Regions from separate parts of the Mus musculus genome. Here region 2 is linked to region 1. A link is a contact called in public HiChIP or PLAC-seq data. All regions are on one chromosome and are shown on one strand. The core of a region is the stretch at or near the end of the contact, and the rest is flanking DNA. Distances in the headings are between cores, read along the strand shown. Region 1 holds the start of 4930517G24Rik (RIKEN cDNA 4930517G24 gene). Region 2 overlaps Nqo1 (NAD(P)H dehydrogenase, quinone 1).

What was found. HiChIP or PLAC-seq counts read pairs in DNA pulled down with a chosen protein or histone mark.
Region 2: a FOXA1 HiChIP or PLAC-seq map of pancreatic cancer cells shows a contact between it and region 1. The contact joins the enhancer-like site here to the promoter of 4930517G24Rik in region 1. A contact is called at or near these places in 3 of 484 Hi-C or Micro-C datasets (bone marrow-derived macrophages and embryonic stem cells), 2 of 115 datasets of contacts at active chromatin or transcription factors (embryonic stem cells and pancreatic cancer cells) and 1 of 9 other capture datasets (embryonic stem cells).

Annotation. Positions count from the first base shown.
Region 1 is chr8:107,202,326-107,208,531 of GRCm38.p6, reverse strand. 4930517G24Rik (RIKEN cDNA 4930517G24 gene) reads right to left here and starts at 3,202. Exons shown (of 3, transcript NR_166499.1): 1 at 2,943-3,202.
Region 2 is chr8:107,385,611-107,391,642 of GRCm38.p6, reverse strand. Nqo1 (NAD(P)H dehydrogenase, quinone 1) reads left to right here. Exons shown (of 6, transcript NM_008706.5): 5 at 497-598; 6 at 2,519-3,418. The coding sequence ends at 2,824. Among named protein-coding and RNA genes, the nearest start is that of Nqo1, 15 kb to the left of the region's middle. Within about 2 kb of position 1,877, at least 45 of the 459 cell types and tissues checked have an H3K27ac peak or open chromatin away from gene starts, as enhancers often do. A contact at or near this core is called in pancreatic cancer cells, where this site is marked.

The DNA of each region.
Region 1 (6,206 bases), core at 1,953-4,452:
CCAGGCTGGGTCTCAAACATACAGAGATCCTCCTGTCTCTGCCTTGCAAGTACTGGGATTAAAGGCATGTGCCACCATGCCTGGACCTTTAGGGGCTTTAGCCACCATGAGTTTATAATACATTAGGTACAGGAGGGAAGAGAAAACCACTTGCACTGTGTATGCCCACGTGAAAAAGAGTCCACAGGCTTTTGTTTGTCTTGCTACCAAAAAGGACCAAGCTACAATCACCCCTCTCACCTGGACCTCTCACCCACCCCTGCTCTAACACCCTCCTCTCTATGGATACCAGCTCTAAGAATGCCAGCAGCATCCTCCTCTCTATGCTCCTCTGTCACAGTGTAATAAAAACCCAACTTCCACTTCCTTGAAAGGCTTATATAGGATGTGATCCTATAGGATGTGTGCCATCTCCCGTCTTCCCATTCCTCACTCTGTCCAAGTCTACTGTTTCTCTGTTCCTTAAGCAGGTCAACCATTCAAGTCTCAGAGCCTTCGCAATAGCTGTCCCCTCAGCCTGAAGTCCTCCAAGTGGCTACTATCTTTTGAATACTGTAGCCTCGGCTCACCAATGGGGGATAGGTTGCAAGATCCGCAGAGGGAGTCTAAAGCATCAGACAGCACCAAATCCTATGTGTGTTTTTCCTATCTCTCCATAGGAATAATTTACAAAGAGACTGATAATAACCATTAATAAGATCGAACAAATGTCACAGTATACTGTGATCAAAGCTGCAGAACGGTGGGCTCCCTCAGAATGGCTGCCAAGGGATCAGCAGGTAGGTGGCACAGCCACACAGCATGGGCACACTGTGTGGGAGCATGGGCCATGAGCTGGCATTGTGTGACATTTTTTTCATGTTCCTCAGAATAATACCCAATGCAAACATTGTAAGTTGTCTATTCCTAGAATGTTATGTTGCATTTCTTTCACAGCCGACCTTTAACTGGCTACAGAAAGTGAGGTGGAGAGCGGGCAGGTAAGTGAGCCGGAAAGCAGGTCTCTGTCCCAGTTGTGAATTCTCAGAGACCTTTCTCATCACGTCCCTACCACGGCAACCCTGGTCATTCCACACTACATTACTTTCATCTTTGTATTTTCTACTTTCTACAATTACCAGTGTTTGGGTGTCTGTCTCATCACCACATGCCTCCAGGTGCCAAGAACACAGCCTGGTGCACAGCAGGTACACAGCCCTGTCTGTTAATTGACCTACCCCTTCATCTTGCCATGGAAGCAAAACCTGATGACGTCAAGGTCAAAGTCTCTGTTCATATTAGAGTGTCTAATATGTGAGTGTCTAGACAGTCCTTTTTATTTTTGGCATTTTTGGCAAAGTGACTTTCTGCTGGAATTTAACAAAACCAGACAACGCCTGTCTCCCTAGAACCTGCTCCTTGGAAATAGGGCCACCTCTCCTTGAAGCTACAGAGACTCTGGTTGCCCGGCTTCTGTGTAATAGAGAGACAGAGATAAGACAAAGAGCTTACAAATCCCTCTGGAATAGCCTGATGCCTGAAAGAGAGGCGTGGTGCGGTCCTGGAGCCTTCACCCAGAGGCAGCCTTAGCTAGAAACGTGCCTAGACACATGGACTGATTCAGACAGGAGCCAAGCAGGGCGCACTGACCCAACCAGTGCTAGGAATCTTAAAAACCAGACTGAAGGAAATCTAGGGTAGAATATAGGGGGACAGGAAGGGCCTTTCCTTATTTTCCTTAACCCAACAGTTTCTCATTTTTGTCCCCAAACTGGGACAGAATTCAGGGCCTTGAACCTGTTGAGCTACGCACTCCTGGCCTCTACAAAGAGTCCTAACCCACTAGGAGTTAAATGCTCCGATTGAGGCGCAGAGGGGAGAGAGAAGAGGTGACCCCTCTTCTCAATCAAGGTTGTAATAACATCTGTGCCCCAAAAGGTTAAGAACGTGGTTGTGGAAGGCACATAATTAGGCTAACTAGTCACCATCCTAAACATGACCCAAAACTGCCACAGTCACGAGAAAGGAAAAGTGTTCCACCATCCAAAGAAAACAAAGCTACTTCCAACAGGAATTGGCTGTCATAGTCTCTGCACTCGGAAAAAAAAAAAAAAAATCAACAGAGTATCCGCCCAGCCTGCCCAAGGCCCATCCCTTCCATCCCTTAAGCACAGGTCTCCAGGGAAGGCAGTGTTCCTTTGTTTTCCAGTCTGTGGGCAACTGGCTGGGCGTGGAGCCAGAGGTGAGGGACCTGTGTGGAAGAGAATCCTGCAGGGTGCTGAGCCTTGCAGGCTAGAAGCTGCCCACGGGTGGGCTCGGGCTTTGCCTGGACAGAGATACCCAAGAGCCCACAGAACAGGGGGGACAATGCGTCTGCTGCAGAGGCAGCGCCCTGGCCTGCTTTCTTCCCGCAGCTCCTGCCAGGGATCTGGGCAGCATTCCTGCCCCCGCGTTCCATCCAGCACCGCAGTCTTACTCATGGGCCTTGGTGCTTTTAGAAGTCGTTTGGGGACCTTTCAAAATTGGCACGGCCATGTTTTCTCCCTGGGGGCCCCCCTCAGCTTTCAGAAGCTGCTCTGCTACGTTGGTATACAGGGACACTCCCTTCCTCTGACCCTTCTTGGCTTTGGAAGAGGAGGACCTGGGAGGTGGCAGATGTCCCAATAAAGGCTGGAAGGAGCCCCGTGAGTGCTCGGGCGGTTGAGCCAGAGAGCTGCGCCAGCACTCGGGGTAACCTCCGGGGAGGGCGCAGTCCACACACATCCTGGCTTCCAAGAGCAGGCCTTGGGTGTCTGCCCATTATCAGACTCTCCGGCTCAACCCTAGGCTTTGAGCCCCAGAGGGGTGTCCCTCAGCGTGGAGTTGTCCTTCTGTACTTGCATTAATACACCCCCAGGGGTGCTTAGTATCCATTTCCAAGCTTCCCCATGGTCATGAAGGGCACCTTCATCACCAGGACTCACCCCAACTTACTGTGCACCGCTTAATTGGAAGGACATCTAGACGCCATGTCCAAAAGTGCACACACTCATTCCTTTCGTTAAAGTCGGCCTCTTTCAGGATCCTATTCTGTCTTCACACCCAGTGTGAAGTCACGAGGGGCTGGGACGATACACAGTCTCTTTCTTCTTCACAGGGGCTTGGCAGCCTTCTCTTCTCCACTGTAGACCTCGGGGAGTGCTTGAATGGGGCCAATGCCAACTGCCTCTGTAGATGTCAGACTCACGCATGCGCACTGTGCACTGAAGGCCCCCATTGCCTAAGCCCCTGTCCCACTGGCTGACAGGTGGGTGCCCTGATGGGTGTCCACACAGAGGAGAGGCTGAGCGGAGGACAGGATGCAGTAGGGAGCTTGCTCAATGTGGAAGCCCCCTTTGGAAGCCCTCCTCCACAGTTCTTCCTGGAGATCGCTCACACCTTGCCCCTACACCCCTTTTCAGATCAGGATAGTATTGGCTGCCCCTCCACCGACCCTGAACTGCTTCATTATGACTTGAGACAAATTTTCCCTAGACCCTCCCTACACTCTGCACTTGGTACCATCATTAAACTGCCCTTGGGGCGATCCAGTTGTTGCTTTCCAGGACCAATTCCGGGCTGGCCTGTCTTAGGTACTCCACACCCTGCTTTGAATAGGTGATTTTTTTTTTTTTTTTTACTTTAGTGCAGTACTTGCAGGGGAGTTGAATCCAGGGTCCTGAGCATCCCAGGTAAGCTCCTGTTGTCACTGAGCTATATCCCAGTCTCGAAGCATGAACGACAGAGAAGGATGGTTGAGCCCGGAGAGATGTGATGGCTCACCTATTGAGACGGCTTTTTGTAACTCCAGCACCAGGAGACCCAACACTCTCTTCTAGCCTCCTCAGGCACCCACACATGTGGGCATACCAGCACACAGACAACATACACAAAATTAAAATAGCTTTGAAAAGGAGAATGCTATCCCGGCATGGTGGTAGACAACTTTAACCCCAGCACTCAGGAGACAGAGGCAAGCAGCTCTCTGTGAGTTCAAGGCCAGCCTGGTCTAGAAAATGAGTTCTAAGACAGGCAGGGCCACATAGACAGACACTGTCTAAAAATAAAGTGTTGTGCTTCTATTCATATATCATAAAATTCACCCTTTTAAGAATACACTGTAGGAGCTGGGCATGGTGGCACACACCTTTAATCCCAGCACTTGGGAGGCAGAGGCAGGTGGATTTCTGAGTTCGAGGCCAGCCTGGTCTACAGAGTGAGTTCCAGGACAGCCAGGGATATACAGAGAAACCCTGTCTCGAAAAGCCAAAAAAAAAAAAAAAGGCCCTACAGTGTAGGGCCTTTGCTATACTTAAACAGCCATGACCACTAACTGAAGCCTTCATCCCCCTATATTCACAAGCAGTCCCTAGCAACATGACCCTTCCATCCCTGTCAAGTCCAATTTGTCCCAATCTGTGTCTGAACTTGACTATTCTGGACATGTCACATAAGTCGGATCATATTGTATGTGATTTTTTTGGTGTCTGGTTTTTCTTTCATTTAATGTCATGCTTTCAAAACTCATCCATGTATCAGTAACTCCTTAATTCTTACTGCTGAATAGTTTTCCATCATGCACATGTCCATGTGTGCACGTACATGCACACGTGTACACACACTGCATTTCATCTCTGGATACTTGAAAAGGCTACGGTGGGTATTTTATATACTTTATATGAACATCTATTTTCTTCTTTATTTTTTTTTATTCTATGTGTATGAGGTTTTTGCCTGCATGTGTGTATGTGTACCATGATCATGCTTGAGCTCCATATAGTTGTAAGCCCGCATGTAGACGCTGGAAATTGAACCTGGGTTCTCTATAAGAGCTTTAAAGTGCTGAACCATCTCTCCAGCCTCCTCGCACCCACCCCACACTGTTATTTTGAGTCAGAATCTTGCCATATACTCTAGGCTAGCCTCTAATTCATGATCCTCCTGCCTCAGCCTCCTGAGCAGTGGAGTTACAAATATATGACACTAGGCCTTGCTGAACATGTTCTCAGTACTCACGGCACATACGGAGGAGGGGAAATTGCTGGGTCACATGATCTCTCTTTGGTCATTGTTTTCAGGAAGAACCCTGTATTTTAGGTTTCTGTGTTTCCCACATCATACATAGTGTGTTCTTTCCCATGTGGCCACAGGTATTGACATCTGCATGGTGCAGTACCCATACAGATCAGGGCATGGAACAAAGGACATCTTGACAACTGCAGATCTGCCTTTAGATACACATCAGCTGATCAGACTACACAAAGGAAAACACTCATAGTAGGGCTGGGGAGATGGCTCAGTGGTTACGAAGCACTGACTGCTCTTCCAGAGGTCCTGAGTTCAATTCCCAGCAACCACATGGTAGCTCACAACCATCTGTAATGGGATCTGATGCCCTTTTCTGGTGTGTCTGAAGACAGCTATAGTGTATTTATGAATACAAATAGTGTATTCATAAACATAAAATAAATAAGCCTTTAAAAAAAGAAAGAAAAGAAAAAAAGAAAATGTTCACAGTACCATTGCTGGTTTAAAAATTGGAAACAATCCACTGTTCATTGAACATAGATTGCATAAATACCTTGTGGACTGTCCAGCAAAGAAAACTAAACGAACTGTCGCTATTCGGAAGAGCCCAGGGGGACCTCACGTAGTGTTGAAAGAACCAAATCCCAAAAGAATACGTAAGGGGTGATTTCATTCACGTTAACTTCCAAAACAAAGGAAACAGAATCATGTGGCTTAAGGTTATATGTGTAGGTGGAAAAACTATTAAAATGATTCTAAGGGGAAAAAAAAAAAAACCCAGGATATTGGTTGTCTCTGGCAGCAAGAGGGAAACTCGTGTCAGGGAAGGGCACAGGAAACATCCGTAGATCACAGCCAGTGCTCTTTGAATAATCACAGCTGGATAACACTTGCCTATTTCTTTTCTGTTCCGAAGTTTGATTTGATACTTCAAAGACTAGGCAGAACAGAGCCTAGGTCCAGGTGTCAGAGGCCTGGATTCGCCATCTAGCTGTGTGATACAAGTCAAATGACTTAATCTCTGTCTCAGATTCCATATCTCTAAAACAAGGACGATCATGACATTAGCCACTTACCCTGCGTTGCTTCCTATCTCTAGCTGCTACACTAAGGGAGTCTACTTGTGTTATCAGTAGCCATTCTGCAACTCCAAGGCTGATTGAAGCCACCTTCAGGATTAA
Region 2 (6,032 bases), core at 628-3,127, 180 kb before region 1:
GTGTTTTGCCTGCATGTATGTTTAAAATGAGGGTGTTAGATTCCCCTGGAACAGGCGTTATAGTTGTGAGCTGCCATCTGGGTGCTGGAAATTGTATCTGGGTCCTCTGGAGGAGCAGCCAGGGCTTATAACCACTGAGTCATCTCTCCAGCCTCGACTCTTTTTAAAAAAGTAAATTAATAAAAATTGACACAGGGTCTTATGATGAAGCCCTGGCTAGCTTGGAACTCACTCAAGAGAGACCCACCATACCCAGCTGTCTCCTGAAGTTTTGAGTGAGTTGATTTGTGCTGTAGTCACGGCTATCCACAACCACATGCTGGTCCCAGCCACAGTTGGAACATGTGCAGAGTCATGCTGAGGTGGCAGAGGACCTGAAGCCTGAAATAATAGCCCTGATGGGGTGGCTTCATTTGTCCTTCTCCCCGGGGGCCCCCTGTTCATTAACTCACTGGGACCCAGGAGAGGAGCGGGTGACACTTGTTTTCTCTTTCAGAATAAGAAGACCTTGCTTTCTATCACCACTGGGGGTAGCGGCTCCATGTACTCTCTTCAGGGTGTCCACGGGGACATGAACGTCATTCTCTGGCCGATTCAGGTAGCTCCTTCCAGAGGAGTTTGTTAGCCGAGCGTTCCTCAGAGTCCAAACCTCCAGACAGTAACTCAGAACTGACCCGAGGGGGGAGGAGAGCAGCCAGGGAACAGGGCAGCCACTCCTAAGTTTCCTTCAGGAGCTTGTGAGATGACCCTGGGCACATGGTCAAAGTCTCTTCTATGTGCACCAGGGCCTCAGCGTGTGCAGCCACAGCCTTGGCTCTTTCCAGTCTTCCTGGAATTGTATCTGTAACCCCAGAATATTTTAATAATTAAAAAAAATGTATGTGTGGGCATGCATGTGTGTGCTTGTATGTATGCGTGCGTTTGCACATGCATGTGTGTGCCTGTGCGATTGTGTGTGCGCGCGTGTGTATCAGAGGTCAACTTTTGGGAGCCGGCTCTCCCTTTATATCTTGTTGGTACCAGGATTTCCTTGGCTTTTGTAGTACTGTGTGGTCAAGGCTCACTGGCCTTCAACTTCTGTCTCTGCCTCCCATCTTGCCTCTTGGCATGCTGGGATTGCAGAGTCATGCTGCCGCATATATTGGATTTTCTGAGACAGGGTTTCCCTGTATATCTGTCCTGTAACTCACTCTGTAGACCAGGCTGGCTTCAAACTCAGAGATCCATCTGCCTCTGACTCGAGTGCTGGGATTAAAGGCATGCGCCACCACACCCAACTGCATTCACCTTTTTACATAGGTTCTGGGCTCTCTCTCCATCAGACTTATAAGGCTGGTATCTTGACTCTACTCGCTGAGCCATCTCTCCTGCTCTTTTATTGTTTGTTTGTTTGTTTGTTTGTTTGTTTGTGTTTTGGGTTTTCCAAGACAGGGTTTCTCTGTGTAGCCCTGGAACTCACACTGAAGACTAGGCTGGTGACGAACTCAGTGCGCCACCACTGCCCAGCAAGACCTTTTATTGTTTTAAGGTGGGAGGAGGTTCATATACAATCCCAAGGTAGACTTGAACTTGTGGCAGTTCTTTTGCCTCAACCTGTTGGGTGCTGGGTTTAAGGCGTGGACTGCCATATCTGGCTCCCCAGGACAAGAATCAGGTTCACCGAGCTTGTCTCTGAGGTGGGTTGGACGCTGAGGAGTATGTCCACTCAGGACCGGGGGTGCAGAGGAGAGCGAGCAAGATGGGTGCTGAAAAGACCATTTGTGCAAACTGAGTTCATCATGTGGAGAGGCAGACAAATGCGCATCCACATGCCCTCGCATGAGCCAGAGCCAAGGAGCAAACGCTCTCCCTAATGTAATACAATTTCCGGCTCTTTTTGGCAGAGGATCCAGGTTGGCACAGTTTCAAGGTTTTTACTCATTCAAGCTCTGCCAAGGAGTCTAGGGAGGGAGGGCAGAAGGTAAGAGAAAGACCCGTGTCAATTCCCAGGGGCACCTCAGATTGTACATTCTCCCATTGGCAAGCCCAACTCACCCTCTTAAAAGTTTTTTTTTTTTTAATTTAAGTTTTATTTTTTATGAGTTTTGCCTGCTGTTTGTCTGTGTACCGTGTGTATGCAATGTTCATGAAGGCCAGAAGAGTACATTGGATTCCCTGGAACAGCAGTTACAGATGGTTGTGAGCCACCACGTGGGTCCTCTTAGTCACCAATGCATCTCTCAAGCTGCAAGTTTTTTGTTTTGTTTTTGTTTTTAAGATTTCTATTTATTCATTTTATTGTTCTGGGTATGTATGCTACGTTTATGTGGGTGCCACAGAGGTCAGAAAAGATCATCCAATCCCTTAGAACTGGAGTGACAGGTGAGTCCCTCCATCTGGATGTTGGGAACCAAGCGGGGTACTCTGAAAGAGCAGAAAATCTCGAGCCAGCTCTCCACCCCGCAGATCAACTTCTGATGCCCGTTTACAGTACGGACTTAACTCCTGTGACTTACCGCTGTGTTCTGTTTCTCCTCAGAGTGGCATCCTGCGTTTCTGTGGCTTCCAGGTCTTAGAACCTCAACTGGTTTACAGCATTGGCCACACTCCACCAGATGCCCGCATGCAGATCCTGGAAGGATGGAAGAAACGTCTGGAAACCGTCTGGGAGGAGACCCCACTCTATTTTGCTCCAAGCAGCCTGTTTGACCTAAACTTTCAGGCAGGATTCTTAATGAAAAAGGAAGTTCAAGAGGAGCAGAAGAAGAACAAGTTTGGCCTCTCTGTGGGCCATCACCTGGGCAAGTCCATTCCAGCTGACAACCAGATCAAAGCTAGAAAATAAGGATTTTTTTCCTAACATATAGTTAGACGCAGCTTTCTTTTTCCCCAGCTTGTCTGACTTGCTTTCATTTTTTTCCTTTGCTCCACGAGGATGGGAAAAGGAGTAAGTTTGCTTCATGCTTTTTTTTTTTTTTTGATAGTTCTGCCATAACAACAAAATGAATGAAGTCAGATTAGGAGCCTCAGGGCAAGGTGCAGAAGCGAGCTGGAAATACTCTTCTAGGTCATTTATGCAATATTCGCCATTTTCTTCGGGCTAGTCCCAGTTAGATGGCATCCAGTCCTCCATCAAGATTCGTTGTCTATAATTACCTCTCTGTGGTTTAGGGCAGAAGGGAATTGCTCAAAGTAAACAATGGCCGAGGGACTAACTTGTTTAGCAGTTAGCAGTTAGCTAAAGCCTGTTTATGATACATCCTGGTTTCAATTACTGTGCAGTGACTGACATGGCGCCCAGGGGGTTGGCTCTCCAGCTCTTTTCTGTCTTGTACACAGCACACCCAGGTCCTGGGAAAGGAATTTTAAAACAGATCTCCGTCTCATTCTTTCTATTTCTTTTTTTTTTTAATCGAAATAAATGAATACATCACACATCAGATGGTGGCGCATGCCTTTAAGCCCTTTAATACTTAATAGCAATAGCCCCTTACTGACCTGGAGATGGCTCAGCAGCCAAGTGCACTTGTTGGCTCTTGCAGAAAACCTTCAGAAAGGCCAACCTCTTTTCTAACCCCAGTTCCGAGGGATCCAGTGCCCTCTTCTGGCTCCTGCAGCCACTGCATGCATAGATAAGTAAATATAAATAAATAAATAAATAAATAAGTAGATATAAATAAATAAATAATAAAGCGGTGTACATATAAAAATAATCCTAAGTGCCACAATGAAAACCGGTAGCCTTCTACCAAAGAAAAACAACTTGACATATACAAATGTCTGGAAGGTTTGTCTGCAATATTGTGAAATCAATGACATTCCTTTTTTATTTTTAAAGATCAGTTGATCAGTTTTATTTTTTAATTGTGTGTGTGTGTGAGCGCGCACACACGCGCATGCCTGAGGGTTTGTGAATATGTGTGTACAAGTGCCCACAGACTCCAGAAGAGCACCTTCTAGCACCCAAAGCTGGAGTTACATGTGGCTGTGAGCCACTCGAAGTGGATGCTGGGGAGCCAAACTCAGGTCCTCTGCAAAGAGCAGCAACTGCTCCTAGCTATGAAACCATCTTTCCAGTCCTGATAATTACATTCCATTTAAGGAAATGTGTGGATATCATGTAGGCCTTATTATTATTATTATTATTAATTATTATTATTATTTTGGTTTTTCAAGACAGGGTTTCTCTGTATAGTCCTGGCAGTCCTGGAACTCACTTCGTAGACCAGGTTGGCCTCAAACTCAGAAATCTGCCTGCCTCTGCCTCCTGAGTGCTGGGATTAAAGGCATGCGCCACCATGTCTGGCTGGCCTTATTATTTATAGTAAATAATTTTAAATGTGTGTGTGTGCATGTGTGTGTGCATGTTGGTGTCTAACGGATAGTCTTACAACTGTGAACCAAGTACCCTACTGTTGAACTACTCTCTCAGTTCCTGATTTTGGCATAAAATTGCATTTTATTTAGGTGTGTATGCATACGTGAGCATGGCGCGCCTGTGGAGACTAGAAGGTAGAATCACATCTCCTGGCTGGAGTTACAGGCAATTATAAGCCCCTGTTGTAAGTGCTCAGAACTGAACTCCACTTGGACTGTCCTGCTAGGACAGCAAGGGCTTTTATGTTGAGCCACCTCTCTCTAGCCACTCAATTTAAATCTCAAATGCACTCGAGGCATGTTGGTGGCACATGGCTATCATCCCATCACTCAGGAGATGGAAGGCAGGAAGGTCAGAAATTTAAGGTCACCCTGAGCTACGTAGTGAGTTTGAGACCATCTTGGGCTACATGAGAAACAAATAAACCTTGAAGTATATCTCTTTCTACCCTGAGTGAAGTTAAAGATGACAATAGTGCGCCCTCTTGTGGCAAATGGGAAGTATACAAAACTAGGTGGCCAGAAAATTTGTAGACCTGACAATACTGGATGCTTTGGAATTCATTTTAGCAAATCAACTCATTTCTGGCACCAGGCAGATTAAGTCAGGGTTATCTACAGGAGCAGAACTTATAGAATGAATCTAGATGGATGGATGGGTGGATAGATAGATAGATAGATAGATAGATAGAAAGGGGATATATTAGATTGATTTATAGGCTGTGGTCCAGTTCTCCAACAATAACTATCTTCCAACAGATGATCCAAGAATCCAGTTGAATTTTTGTCCATGACATTAGATGTTGTTAGTCCCATGGGTTGAGAATAAGACCTCTGCCACAATCTTCCAGCCAAATTTGAAGCAAGCTTTAATTAAATACTGACAAGGAGGATGGACTCTGGCCAGGTCTATTCCAGGGTTTCCATGAAATGGCCACGAGTCACACTTGGCAGAGGCTTAAGACGACAACCCCATAATGGCATGGTATTTTCCATTACGTGTGATCAAGCTCACTTGTTTAGGGGAGTGAAAACACGTGGCTTGTTATCTCTCAGAAACAACAGCGTCCAGCATTGCAGGAAATGTCTGTTCCTGAGTAAAAGGCTTACAGGTTAGACGCATTTTTGTTTCATGGATCTCTTAGGAACAGTAAATTAAAATGTAATGTTGGCTCTCACAGGGTCTCAGCATTCCAAAGAAGTAGGCTATCTTGCCAGTGGAGGAATGGATTTGCCAGTGACAGTGAAGGTCGTTAGGTAGAGAGAGCAACCTTCCTTCTTCTGTGTCCTTTATATAGACTGCCAGCAGAAGGTGTGGCCTAGATTCCCACCTCAAAAGATCTGGATTAAAAGTGGGTCTTCCCATTTTAAATGATTTAATTTTTTTTAATTAAAAAAATCCCTCACAGGTGTGCCCAATCACTTGAGTTTTAGCCAATTTCAGATGCCACACAGGCTAAAGGAGAATCTCCTGGGAGACCACTTTAGAGATTCAGTAACAAATGATGACCAGGAGTAGGTAGCCTGAGCTAGCCCAGTAGGGCTGCTTCATATTGAAGCACCTATCCCTGGTACCTACGTGGTGAGAGGAGGGGAATGACTCCTGAAAGCTATGTTCTGACCACACATGTGCCATGGCGTATGTGCTTGAGAGAATGCACACACACACACACACA